2 separate regions of the Drosophila melanogaster genome follow, and region 2 is linked to region 1. The links are chromatin contacts, called in public Hi-C maps. All regions are on one chromosome and are shown on one strand. The core of a region is the stretch at or near the end of the contact, and the rest is flanking DNA. Distances in the headings are between cores, read along the strand shown. Region 1 overlaps Eip75B (Ecdysone-induced protein 75B). Region 2 overlaps Mkp3 (Mitogen-activated protein kinase phosphatase 3).

The links. Hi-C and Micro-C count contacts between places; a contact is called where the count stands out from the background.
Region 2: a Hi-C map of the Kc167 cell line shows a contact between it and region 1, with 4 times the contacts expected there. A contact is called at or near these places in 2 of 107 Hi-C or Micro-C datasets (the Kc167 cell line and the S2 cell line).

The regions. Positions count from the first base shown.
Region 1 is chr3L:17,954,602-17,961,949 of dm6, reverse strand. It overlaps Eip75B (Ecdysone-induced protein 75B), which reads left to right. Exons shown (of 8, transcript NM_001259893.2): 6 at 2,330-2,568; 7 at 5,727-6,735; 8 at 6,901-7,348. Among named protein-coding and RNA genes, the nearest start is that of lncRNA:CR45393, 11 kb to the right of the region's middle.
Region 2 is chr3L:19,074,730-19,082,077 of dm6, reverse strand. The region is part of intron 1 of Mkp3 (Mitogen-activated protein kinase phosphatase 3); the gene reads left to right. Among named protein-coding and RNA genes, the nearest start is that of Mkp3, 8.0 kb to the left of the region's middle.

The sequences.
Region 1 (7,348 bases), core at 2,315-4,814:
ACAAAGAGCTTTTTCCACTCTTAAGTCCTCTCTTCGGCTCTCTTTCGACTGCTCCGTTGGTCGTTGCCTCTGCGGCTTTTGTGTTGTTTTGTGCGGCGTTTTCAGTTTTCCGTTTCTGTTTTGAGACCGAAGCTCAGTCACCGTCGCAGTCGCAGCAGTTGAGGTTCGCTCTCCTCGATTTCGGGCAAATCCGATACCATATAGCACAGCGTACCGCACTCTGGGTATATTCGTAACGCGCTTTGGCTTTTACAGTTAGTCGCGTTCGAGACCTTGTCGAGTTTTGTCATGTTAGCCAGCGATCCGCGGGATCCGAAATAAGCCAAGAATCACAACGCGAGTGCGGCAGTTGCCAGCAGTAACTACACCAATATTTATATTAATTAAAATAAATTAAATGAAACAACATGCTGATTAATGCCAATGAATGTTAAATGCAATTGTTAATGTGAAGAAAAGTCGACCAAGTCTCCCCAAAACAACACTTATTCAACATCCACTACACACTCGCCTTTCTGGATTACGCGCCCAAAAAAAAACAAAAATTAAAAATTAAACCAAACCAACAACTAATTTATTTGCTAAATATTCCAAAAATTCAATCAATGTGAAAAGCAAGCAAACAAAGTTCCTCTCACAACAAAACAGCAGTTAATTAAAATATCTAACCGAGATAAAGTGCAAAGAAGATAACAAGTTTCTCAAGCAAACATCCATATGTACCTGAGTACCAACCAAAAAGCTGTGTGTGTGCCAAAAACCGAAGAGGAATTATCCAAAAATATTTAATGAGCAAGCTCAACTGAGTGGTTGATGTGCCCCCCAAGGGAAAAGTGACCAAGTCAAGATATTTTGTCAAATCGAACACAGAAAACACAAAAATGGGCGAAGAACTCCCGATATTGAAGGGCATACTTAAAGGCAACGTCAACTATCACAATGCGCGTAAGTTATCCGATCCGAAAGTCGCACAAAAGTTGAAGTTAGAAAGTGAAAGAGCCAAACACCAATTTCCCTAAGCCAACTGACACAGATTTGGCCAGAAAAAGGGTTGAACAAGATTAAAATAACACCCAGCTTTCGGTTTTCAAAAAAATCAAGTCGACCAAACTGGCAGAGAAATGCAGGCGTTCTGAGATTCTCCACTTTTGATTCGCTTTTTGTTTACCTTTTTTTTTTTCTTGTCGATGCCTCCAAACAAATAGCATCAACCAAAAAGCGAGCGCCATTGAAGTGTTGACCTCGTTTAAAAACATACAATAATTTTTTCTTTGCCGCGGAAGAGCTTTAAACTTGAATCGAAACTGCGGCGAAGGCAGCGTTGCGTTGCTATTTTCTAAATGAAAAAAAAAATAGGAAAAAAACAACAAGAAAAAGAGCCGAAAGAGCGGAGCAACAATATCGCATGTTTGACCAACTTTTTCAGTCTCTCCGCATGGGAAAGTTGGACGTTGCGGCGCGTCGCTCTAATTTCTACGCGCAGTTCGTCGCTGCGCCTGCGCAGACTTCATTTTCCATTTCGTTTGACCTGGATTTCGCTGCACGGCAAGTGGGTCACACTCTCTCGCTGGCTGCTGGAAAAAGCGGTGAAAAATCAGTTAAAGAGCCGCTGTTTCACTTTTGCGACCGAGCCGGAGTGAAACTGTGCGAGTGAAAATTTCTTTTGACATTGAAAAGTTGGCCAAACATTTGTCAGATTTTGTTTAATGCTCCGCAAATGGCCAGGGGCTAAAGTGGGACTCAAGGAAATTAATGTAGTAGAAGTGCTCTAAATGGGCTTATAATAAATGAATACATCATAAGTTAAGTAGGTCTTAGTCTCCCTCGATCGCCTGCAAACCCAATTAGCCAGCCCACAGATCGACCGACATTATCGATGCCTTTCATCTGCACTCCCCTTTGATTTATTCCTAGTGCGAAAAACGTGACCGCAAATGTGCCTGGTTTTTTTTCTTCTCTCGTTGGTGAAATGTGAAAGTTCACCCACATACAAATTTTTCGGTTGCAGCCAAAGGCAGAAATTAAAAATCTAAAAAAAGAGAAAGTGTAACAGGGGAGAGAAGACTGAACACCGAAGACTGACAGACTGAAGAAACACAGAAACGCAGAGGCAGCTGAGGCATTGACCCACTTCGAAGGGCTGTAAATATGGCAGGGGAAGACGGGGCACTTCCTGCGTGACAACAGGACAACAGCTGTACGTTGCACCTGCTACGCAATGCAGTGAAGTGTGTAATTGATGGGGCCCATAATTTTATGCTCAAGTTTAGGTTTAAGCACCGCTTACAAGGCCGAAAACTAACCGAATGTGTCCTTTTTCCAATTGCAGCTGTGCGTTTTGGACGCGTGCCGAAGCGCGAAAAGGCGCGTATCCTGGCGGCCATGCAACAGAGCACCCAGAATCGCGGCCAGCAGCGAGCCCTCGCCACCGAGCTGGATGACCAGCCACGCCTCCTCGCCGCCGTGCTGCGCGCCCACCTCGAGACCTGTGAGTTCACCAAGGAGAAGGTCTCGGCGATGCGGCAGCGGGCGCGGGATTGCCCCTCCTACTCCATGCCCACACTTCTGGTAAGTCTCACCCTAAGTTCCCAAAGTGGGAAATATAGATAGAAAATGTAAGAAACTATAATAGGATATTGTCAGATTTTTAGCGTGAGCAGCAAATCATTACAATATTATGGTTTTTTTTTTTAATTTATTACCATCCGGTCAAGTAGAACAAACAAGCATATATTGTGGAGATTTTACAACTCCATTTACAGAGACAATCATAAATAACCATTGGCCATAAAATTATGAAAATGTCTAGCAGCTGCCCTATGTAGACAATCAGTACGTTATTAATTGACCGCCAAAGGTTACGGCGTAGGCGAAGTCACATTTCCGGGCCGCCGACTTCTGTTGACATGCATAGATCAGCAAAACAATATCAACTAGCTAGTAACTGCTTTTTGCCTTTTGCTCACTAGCAACTGGCAACTGGCAACTTGGCTTACTGGTTACTGCCTACTGCCGGCGTTAGTCATGCGCCAAGGTGAACCTGTTTGCACGATTCTAAACCAGGAAATCGAGCGCCACACGTAGACGCGTCTACGAGCCACTCTTTTCAGAGTCTTCGCTCTTCGGCGATTCTTGCGGGGCCTCCAAACGTGGCCATTGAAGTGGCAAGTTTGGGGTCAAGTTCTTGACGAAAAGCTTGTCAATGTCAGATTTATGACGTTTCCCCTGACAGCTAAATGATGAATGCTATGAATGCTAGCTATCGTTTATTTCTGTGATTACTTTGTAAATTCCATAAAGTGTTTATTTTACAATCGACGTCACTTGGTTTTTTTTTTTTTGTGGCCAAATAGATCGTGGTGGAGAATAGAGGAAGTACAGATTCGGCGCTGTAAATAATAGCCCAAAAAAATCATTTCACATACCATAACCAAAAGCGATAAAGAAAAGTGCTATATAACAAAAAAAAAACGTGTCCCGGCTCTCGGCAACAACAAAGTACGCAAACAAAGTTCTAAAGCTCAAGGTCAAGCGTAGCGTCATTATTAATGAAAGCACACACACACAAGCATCGGCTGCTATCACGGTGGGAAAGAGAGGGATAGCACAGGATTAGAGAGAGACCAAGCGAGCTGGCCAGACACATGCGTTGTCCATTTAAATAAATTATTATTAAAATATTTAAAAGCGACACGAGCACAACGAAAAATGGGAAAAACATTGGCACAAAGTCAGAGTCAAGTGCAAGGCTAAAAAAGTTAAAATTTGATTTGGTGTTTGGGGAGGAAAGAAAGGAAATCAAATGCGATCGACAAGTTTAAGAAGTACTATGTGTAGTATAGAACAGCGACCTTGGAGCAAGTTATTTTTTAACCTTGGAGTGAGCGAAATGAGCGGATCCGCTTCCCTCTCTTTCTCTGTTTGCAGTTCATATTTTCCACTATATATGAGTAAACAATAATGGCACAAAAAATATGCATAAAATGTCATGAGTATGAGGAAGCGAATGCCAGACAAACGGCGTCACAAAACTGCAATACACATATATACATATCTATGTACATGTATGCACAGATACAGATACAGTGAGAGCAATCTGTAAAATTGTCAGGTGGTTCATTTAGACAGCGTCGTAATATGCAAAATGTCAGCAATTCAGTTTATGACGGAAGGCGGAAGATTCGCCGGCGGTGCAAGGTGAGGCTAAGGCGCTACGATCTCGGTGAAATTCGGAATTCGGAACCGAAATAGAAATTCCTCTAGCGAAACGATTAGCCCTAAAGATTATTCAATCTGTGGCTGTCCATATCAGCCGGTACATGAGTTCTGCGAATTATTTTTGGCAAAAACTCAAGGCCACACTAACGCCAATTGAAGGTCGAATCGAATCGGATGGGATGTTATGGGATCTTGTGATATGTCAGGAAAGGCAATTCGGGTAGCGGGAGTCGAGTCATAAATAGCCCCCCCACACAACACACTCATTAGTATTTTTCGCAAACTATTTCCGCTTTTGCGCAGATGAGAAATATTTTCGTGGCGGAAAATCAAATGATACGACGACGTCAAAGCGCCGGCAAAAAGAAAATGTGGCGAAAATCAGTTTGCCGGTTGCCGGCTGCTATTTTCCCTCTCTCTTTCGTGCGAGCGCGTTTCTATGGCATTCTTTTTTTTATGTTTCTGCGCGAAGAAAACACATTTTCAAGGTTAATCAAACGAAAATCGAATCAGAAAAGAGATTCGGCGGCAGACAGCACAACGTGTGCTTATTGAAACAGAACGTAGCAAGTAAAAAGCGAGAAGCACACATGAAAGAAATCAAACGTAAATTAAAATCCAAGTCGCTGAAAACAATGGTGGGCAGATGATGATGATAGATGGCACGGGGAGGGGGTGGTTGGGCGTGGGGTGGCACGTTCGCTGTCTGGGGCACTTGGCGCATGTTCGTGTAACTCAAAACCCGGAAAGCCAAATGGCGAAATAACATGCACATTCGCTCGGCTTAGACGCTGAGCAATTCCCACACCCCGCCCCTTTTTTTCCACCTCATTCCGCTGGCGAAATACAAAAAACACGCGTCGAAAGCAGGAAAAAGAATAACAACCATAGAGTAACAGCACACAATCCGGAACCTTGAACTCTAGTTCGTCGACCTTGGCTGCTAATGTCAGCGGCAAAAGCTCTCGACTATGGGGGATGTAGCCTACGGATGGAGTGGGGTGGGGTGGGGAAAAGCGAGAGAGCAGCCCCTAGAAACTAAAACCACAAAAACTAACCCGGCCAGCTGACGTAGGCGAAGCTTTCCCTCTATTTTCTATTTTCTTTTTGCGCACATTGTGTCGAAAGCTTCCAGCGGCGTTTAAGGAAATGCGACATTCGCAGAGTGAGAGAGAGAGACGGCAGATAGCTGGCGTGGTGGGCGTGCGGAAGTACAAATAGTTATTATTATTGATTTAAATGAGTGGGCGGGAGGGGAGGTTCGCTGACCTTCGCGTGTGAAATAAGCGATGACGTGATGGGGTGCGGGGAAAAGTACACGGCCAAGCAACAGTTATAGGAAAAGTTGAACAGTCAGTTCGAACTATAAACAACTTATACGACAGTTACTGCAGTTGTTTTTGATACTTTAAATCAATTTATCACCGGTCAGGTATTAGTTTTAAGCACTCTACTATCTTGGCACATCTCTTTAACACATTACCACCTTTTTTTTCCTATTTCTTCAGGCCTGTCCGCTGAACCCCGCCCCTGAACTGCAATCGGAGCAGGAGTTCTCGCAGCGTTTCGCCCACGTAATTCGCGGCGTGATCGACTTTGCCGGCATGATTCCCGGCTTCCAGCTGCTCACCCAGGACGATAAGTTCACGCTCCTGAAGGCGGGACTCTTCGACGCCCTGTTTGTGCGCCTGATCTGCATGTTTGACTCGTCGATAAACTCAATCATCTGTCTAAATGGCCAGGTGATGCGACGGGATGCGATCCAGAACGGAGCCAATGCCCGCTTCCTGGTGGACTCCACCTTCAATTTCGCGGAGCGCATGAACTCGATGAACCTGACAGATGCCGAGATAGGCCTGTTCTGCGCCATCGTTCTGATTACGCCGGATCGCCCCGGTTTGCGCAACCTGGAGCTGATCGAGAAGATGTACTCGCGACTCAAGGGCTGCCTGCAGTACATTGTCGCCCAGAATAGGCCCGATCAGCCCGAGTTCCTGGCCAAGTTGCTGGAGACGATGCCCGATCTGCGCACCCTGAGCACCCTGCACACCGAGAAACTGGTAGTTTTCCGCACCGAGCACAAGGAGCTGCTGCGCCAGCAGATGTGGTCCATGGAGGACGGCAACAACAGCGATGGCCAGCAGAACAAGTCGCCCTCGGGCAGCTGGGCGGATGCCATGGACGTGGAGGCGGCCAAGAGTCCGCTTGGCTCGGTATCGAGCACTGAGTCCGCCGACCTGGACTACGGCAGTCCGAGCAGTTCGCAGCCACAGGGCGTGTCTCTGCCCTCGCCGCCTCAGCAACAGCCCTCGGCTCTGGCCAGCTCGGCTCCTCTGCTGGCGGCCACCCTCTCCGGAGGATGTCCCCTGCGCAACCGGGCCAATTCCGGCTCCAGCGGTGACTCCGGAGCAGCTGAGATGGATATCGTTGGCTCGCACGCACATCTCACCCAGAACGGGCTGACAATCACGCCGATTGTGCGACACCAGCAGCAGCAACAACAGCAGCAGCAGATCGGTGAGTAATCTTTTATTGAAAAATAGTTATATTGTAGTATTCTACGCACGTCATAATTGAAAAGTTTTATAATCGGTTGTAGAGATACGATTTCACAGTATTTAATTAGAAGCATACACTCTTATTATTCCTCTCATAATTTGAAATTATTTTTCTTTCTTACAGGAATACTCAATAATGCGCATTCCCGCAACTTGAATGGGGGACACGCGATGTGCCAGCAACAGCAGCAGCACCCACAACTGCACCACCACTTGACAGCCGGAGCTGCCCGCTACAGAAAGCTAGATTCGCCCACGGATTCGGGCATTGAGTCGGGCAACGAGAAGAACGAGTGCAAGGCGGTGAGTTCGGGGGGAAGTTCCTCGTGCTCCAGTCCGCGTTCCAGTGTGGATGATGCGCTGGACTGCAGCGATGCCGCCGCCAATCACAATCAGGTGGTGCAGCATCCGCAGCTGAGTGTGGTGTCCGTGTCACCAGTTCGCTCGCCCCAGCCCTCCACCAGCAGCCATCTGAAGCGACAGATTGTGGAGGATATGCCCGTGCTGAAGCGCGTGCTGCAGGCTCCCCCTCTGTACGATACCAACTCGCTGATGGACGAGGCCTACAAGCC
Region 2 (7,348 bases), core at 1,493-3,992, 1.1 Mb before region 1:
ATGAAGTCCCTGGGCAGCATGAAAAATGCATAATGCATCGCGGCCATCGCTGGATTCGGCTTCAACTGGCGATGTAAAATTCATTTTAATTAAATGCCACTTTGTATGCATTTCTCGGAATTAAAACAATTAAGATGGGGCCAACTGGGGCACCAACTATATAGGATAGAATGCGACATGTGCGCACAGAAAGGGTCACGCGAATAGTGGCACTCGGTGTATCTGTAGTTCAACAACTTTAAATTTCAGATACTGAGATGCTATGCTGCAAGAGATTTATATATTTAGTTTAATTTCTAGCAAGTTAGTATTTTGAAAGTATGTGCGGTGAAGTATATATGTACATATATGCTCATGGCTTTAAACTGCAGTCTGTGTATAGTAAACTAAGCATTTCCGTCGACGGAATTTAATTCAATTAGATCTAGCAGAGTTCCGAACCGCATTTCGTATGTTGCTGTGTTGTGCTCTTGTGCTTGTAGTTGTGGTGATGGTGGGTTCTCTTCGAGGGAGTCAATGAACGAGAAGAGATGCACCTCTCTCTCTCTGTCTCTCTGGAGACTGGGAAAGCGGCAGATCGGATCCGCGCGTTGAAGGCATCTCGCGGCGAACTCGTCTGCTTTATTTTCTTTCTGCCTTCTGCCTTGTTTCGTGTGTTTTTATGGCCAGACGGATACAGAGCCGCACTCTGTTGGCAGCCGACCCTTTTATAGAGATTGAACCCGAGCTGCTGCGCATGCGCCATAAAAAACCACTTTGCGTCGGGCCGCCCGGCTGCATTTCCACTGGCTTTTCCCAACTGGCTTTTCTCCTTACTCTCCGATTGGGAGTGTTGTTCGCCTCATTTGCTGTTTTTAACGAATTTCGTTGTTGCCGCTTTTTGTGTTTGGTTTATTACTATTTGGCCTGCGACGGGTCGGCTTTTGATATTGTTTTTGGGCCCTGGTTAAATTTCTTAAAATGTTTTCCACTGCACTGCATTTTCTCCTCACCAGTGCGAATACACGAAATGCAAGGAAACTCCAGTGAAATAAACTTAATGAAATACCCTTATCATAGTTTCTGAAAAACAACTTGGTTATCATTGTAGTCCTTTTTTTCTATTTCCATTTTAATGTAGACGTAATCAGAATAGTTGAGCTTATCGATGTCTGACTGTAAAACCAAAGTAACACGTGGCAAAATCCCAAGGCCAACCGAACGGACCGTCTCTCATTACGATTTCATGATAACTCATCACAAAGGCGGTGGCTCCCTCAATCCACCTCCCCCTCCCCCTTCGAGTTTTCTCGTCCCTCCTCGGCACTCCATCCTCCCAGCCGCTGCTCTTCCATTGAGGCAACTCTGCCAACTGGTCTGCCTTCACCGAAAAAAAAGCTCAACCACAACAAGCAGCTACAAAAAAAGACAGTAAAATAACTGAGAGGCTGAGACAGTTGGCCCGGTTGCCCACCTACGTGCCAAAAAGCCGTTGGGCCAAATTTGTCGGCGGATACAGTGGGCTAGAATGGGTCACGGAGAACATATGGCACACGAATATATTTCGCAACAAACAAGTGTAAAGCACTGCAATTATTATCGACTAGTTAGGCAATTTTCAAATGCATTTTACATCTTGGTTGATTAGGAGTATTTTAAAGTACTATTGCTAAACTGAACGCAACCCATTTAGAAAGTTTTTCCGTTAACAAGGGACTTCTTGAAAATATACTAGTATTTCTTGTTATCTATCTTTACTATGCCTATCAAATGACCGTTTTTCAAAACACCTATTTATTTTTTTAACTAATGTTTTCGGGGATCCTTTTAATTAAAGCCCATCTGGACCGGTAAAAGCAAGTATGTTTTCAATAATCAAGAACTAATCACCTTGCCCCACTGTGCCCATCGAACGTACTTTGTTGGCTTGTTGTTTTTTGCGGTTTCTGTTGTTTTTGTCGCATGCCCACATGCAAAGTGAGCCGAAAGACAGTCGGACATCTTTCCAATTGGAGTTGGCGTCAGCATCTTATAAAGTAATCACAGTATTGCGGCAGTCCGACAGAGGGACGGTATGTGGGGCCAGGGGAATGAGCGAGAAGGGGCGATTGGGAGCACGCTTGAAGGAAAAGAGACAGCAACAGCATTTGACAAACAGGGCGTTGGACACTCTCTAGAATGGAAAGGGGGAAGGGAAGCTGGTCGGTCGATCTCTTTTGACTTCCAGCCTACGGCGAAAACATTTTGAATGTTGTCTTTGCGGCTAGTGTAGATTTGGGTCAAAGCTTGTGTGGGCTGTAATTGTAATTAAGCAGGCGTTGAAAATGGATAACTTAACTAGCGGCTAATGGCGAGACCCACCGCGAAGAACTCTTTTCCGGAGGCTGTGCAAATATTTGCAACCTAACTACAGTGAAGCTTCTTTAATTCTTCCATTTGTTGTTACTTTCAGATTTAGAAACATATAACAACAGTTCCCTACCCTTGCTTATTTTATATTCCGATTGTGATAATGATAAAATTATGTACATATGACATTCGTCATAGCAATGTATTCAGGAATTTTGGTTTCCGTTCGAGGTAAAAGAGGTACGACAGTATTTGCAACATTCCATCGCTCTCAGTCGTGGGGCAACAAAAGCAACAACAAAGTACAGGCAATAACAAAGACTTCCGGTCAAATTTGTGCGGGCGTGTTGCCTCTCTTTCTCCACTCCACGACACTCACTCTCCACGTTCCTCTCCCCTTCTCCGCCCACTCTCCTTCGCCGGCTTGCATACCTCAACGTTCAACGGAAGTTTCCAGGGCGCATATAGCATAAACACTCACACGAGCGCACATGGAATGGGGAACAGAAATCAACGGCGCATTGCGAATGGAAGAATGTGAAAGAAGCAGAAAGAAGGCAGGAGTCGGGCTTCCCTTCATTCAATTCTTTTTCATTTTTTCTTGGCGGGGGACGACGCGTAAATTGTTATATTCTTGGAATTAGCAAACGGCAACAAAAAGTAACAACAACTTCAGTCTGTCGCGCAAAAAGAAAAGCTATAAAAAGAGAAGAGGGCATCAAAATGAAATGGAGCTAAAAGTTGTAGTCGATGCGCTTGCATGCATAAATCTACACTGTAGATTCCACAGAGAGGAACCACGAGAAGAATCGAACGAAGAACCAACAGCCTGAACGCATTTCATCAAAGTGCAAATTAGCAACAGATTCCAAAACGAGAAGAGAACGAGCCACAAACGGCAGTCGAAGAATTGAAAAGGGTGGAGAAGAATCAACAAGAAGAATGGGCTGCAGAAAGAGAGGGACGGATACCGACCTCCTGACTTTCTTAATAAAGAGTCATAAAAATGCTTTTAGAAGGAAGCATACGCTTGAATTCTCTAAAGCTTTAAAAGTAAAATACATAAATATTTTAAAATTAGACATTTCTAATTATATACATAAAATATATTCTTCTCACCTAAATGGTTTCAATTGTGTTAGAAAAATTCAGATAGAGTATTGCTTATTCGTCAGTAGGTCGTTGTTTTGCATCATCTGTCGTATCTGTTTTCTCAATTGCATTAGTCGGCGGGTCGGTGGGTTTTTCCTTCTCTGCCGTTAGATGCAGCAGAAATCTTTAATCTTTTCCAGTCGACAAGTGTTTCCTTCTGGTTTTCCTTATTCGACTTTTACTTGTTAGAAAAGGCAATAAATTCTTCGAACTGGAAGAAGACGCTTGGTCGAGGACTTTTATTGTCTTTTTATCAATTTGCGAGATTGAAATCCAAAACAAAGCAAAGAATCTTCTGTGTAACTGTAAAAGAGTGTAAAGATTTAATCCTCTCAAGGACAATCGCTTTTCATCTCCATGTTTTAATTCCGCATAAAACTTACACATAAAACCAGTATAGTGTTATAGTTTCCGTTTTTTCTTGACAAAGTGTAGTTCTTAGCCGACCTTCACTGTGTTTTTATTCATCTGGTGCATATGCAATATTTATAAAATCCCTGGGACACCTCCCCCGTCATTCCATTTTCATTTCTTATGTGCCTTTTGCGCTTCAGCGCTTTCAGCATTTCAACTCCAAATGAAATTCAACGCACGTTGTTTGTAGTAGGATATTTGCTACCGTGCAAATGCTAGTGTCGTCGTGGCTGTCTTTTGTTATTGGTCGGTTCAGTTGGGCCATCCATTGGCCATCCCAGCGGATGTGTGTGTTTTTTTTTTAGAATTGGGGTCACAGTCTTGGACTAAAGTGCGATTTGACTTTTTTTGTATATTTTTACAAACATGGGCACAAAATCAATATCAGAAAAATACTGTATTAATATGATAGACATCGCCACACACTATATCCATGGTTACACCTCTAAATGCTTGGGAAAAGCTAAAGAAGTTGACATATCTATCTACGTTGCTACTTGTTGCATCCTTCTGGCAGAACGGGATACTGAACTTAATCCCCTGCAATTGCGGAAAGCCTCGGAAGCAGCCAGCGGCAGCAACAGGATGCTGCACATTAAACTTGACCCATTTGTGCGAGGCTTCGCTTCAAAAATCCGAAACCAATACAAGCGCACTCGCAGGACTCACCCACACTTGCAGAGGGTTGGCTAACTTCAATTATCCCGAATTGGTTCGGCTTTCCATTGCGTATTTTCCCCAGGCAACGTTGCCAAATTTCGCCACCACTGCGAACATTGTCAGTTGCCATTTTCAAGCAAATACAGCGCCATATAATTAATTAATAATGCGGCATCCACAGAAGTCAGAAGCCAGAAAAAAAGGATCTGCGTGTGCACTCAGGAAAATGTTCATACTCTATTTAGTAATTTACCGTTAACCACATGTTTTAATATTGAATCTACTTTAAAATAATAATTTCAAATAAGACAACGCGCATAAAATATTCGATATAAGCTTAGTGGAATTGAGTTTGTTAAGAATCTAGACGAATCTACAAAGTTTCACCCGTAGCATATTTCTCCAAATTGAATTTAAAGTTCCATTTTGAAAATCCAGATGTTTCAAGTGTTGATTCAGGACCCGAAATGGGTCCTGGGGCAATGTATTGCTACCAAAGCTGTGGCTTCCTGCTATTTATAGCTCACAGCTCCCCAAGGGATGAAGCTCTGGTCGTGAAGGAGGATTTTATGGGGCTGGCAAAATTTCGGGCGTGCCTAGACCAAAATTAGGTTTTTGCTTATTTACATTTTGATTGATTGGCTTACGCAATTTGACATTTTGCCAGCGACCCGAGCACGGATGCCAAAGGTAATCCCCCGGCACCCACAAGAACCCCTTCCCCCAATCCTGCGCCCATTAGAGGGTCATTAGATAGGTGTCCCCTAGAAATTTATGGAACACAAGGTGAGGCTTACCAGTTTAGCTCAATTGTTGACTAAGCGTTAAATTTGTTCGTCTGGACATGGAAATTATATGAGCAGAATATATGTGCATCTGGGGAGTACTTGAGCACAAGTCGAGTTCTTGGGCAAACAGTTTAGCTATCAGGCCTGTTTAATTGCTAAATAACTCATCAACCAAATAGAGAAGCTTAAATAATTAATTACACGTGTGGCAAATGGGTATTGGGGAGAGTTAGAGGTTATTAATAGCTAGTCAAGGTAGCTACTCCGAATCTATAAGGTAGAACATTTTTCTGGGTTTCCAATAATACGAAGAACTTAAGACACAGGAGAAGACAACATACATACAGCCATATAAATGCAATAATCGTAAAATATATAGTTCTTTAGCCATTTAAAATTCCATTCAATTTAAGTGAATTCGATGTTCAGTCGGTTCAGTCGTCACTAACCATAGTTACCCCCTCGGCACATATTTTACTCGTACTGCCATAGAACGTAGAACGGACGTCTAACTAGCTTATTTAACTACCCACTCAGTCAGTGAGCCCGTATTGAATGAGTGGCCAACTGATTAAGTGAGCAACTGATGCGGTGACTAAGCTCAGTCTTTTATGTCGACAGCATTCTTTCTCCTGTTGCTTGCAATGCGGAAGTGGCAACAATGGCTGCGAAAAAAGCTAGAGGCAAAAATGATGTCGCACATTCGTTACTAGAAAAGACACTAGAAAAATAAATCGATGTTATATTTACGAACGCAATCTTTTTAAAAATATGTAAATATTAGAGTTTTCAACAGTGTGTTAATAAAACAAAAATGAGTGTTCTCTATCTAATTTTAAGATTATTTATGTACTATGCACATATTATTGTTATTAGTATTAATATTATTAGTATTACATGTATAACATATTACCCTAAACTTTTGACTAGAGCACATCTTATAACATAGATATCCCACGTTTTTTCTCTCCGTACTTGAAACCTATCTCACTCTTTCGCCGGCTCTTCGTAGTAATCCCCTCTTCAATTGCAGCAAATTGGGTGTAGAAAAAAACGTAAACCTAATTGAATGCATGAATGAATGAATGAAATGGAATGGAATGGACTGAAAATGGACTTTAACTACTAATGGAGGTCTGGTTCGTTTTCCATGCAAATATGTTGTCGTGGGTTGTTGAGCCAATAGTTGCGTGCAAAGTTGCCACTTAGCCTTCTCTTTTCGCTGGCCAGCCTGGGATTCATTCATAAAAGCAATTTTGGCTGGGACCGCGGCTTATATAAAGGGGAACTCTTTCACTTTTCCACCCACACAAGCACCAGCTTCATATACATATATGCATGTACTTTTGTTATATATATCAGGTGCAGCAGCATAAAAAGCTGTGCGGCGAGGTTCGGGTCCGTGCTACGCATACATATTTCTTTTTGTTGATTTTTAAGTGGTCTGCCTTCGACCGTTTTTTATATTTTTTTCTCCGTACAATATTATTTTCGGGTGGGCGAGGCATTTATTTAGAATTTTGTGCTGTTTGTTGCAGTTGTTACGTTCATTTTTGGTTTTACGGCCGTGGGCGGGGATTTTCAGAGGCAAGTTGCCGGTGTGGGCGACTCCCACAGCAACAACAAGCGAAACACACCAACTGCCTCGGTAGCAAAAAATTAAGAAAAAAAGAAAAACAGCAGCAGCAACTGCGACTCGAGCTCTGGATTTTTATATATTTCTGTAGGATTTTTTATAGCCGTTTTGGCAGTTACGTCAAGTGTCCGGGCCGGTTGAATGGCCAGGTACAGTGAAGCAGGCATGTAGTGGATATGAAGTTTGCTTAGTAAATAATATGTCAGTTGTGATTTTATTATTAAAAAACTTCACATTTAAATTAACTAACTAACTAATTACGAGTGCCACCCAAAAAGGCAGAAATTTGTAATTAAATATGCAAAGGGGATGCAAAGTGAATATGGTAATCTATCGATCAAAATCCAGTGTCAAACTCTTTGATTGATTG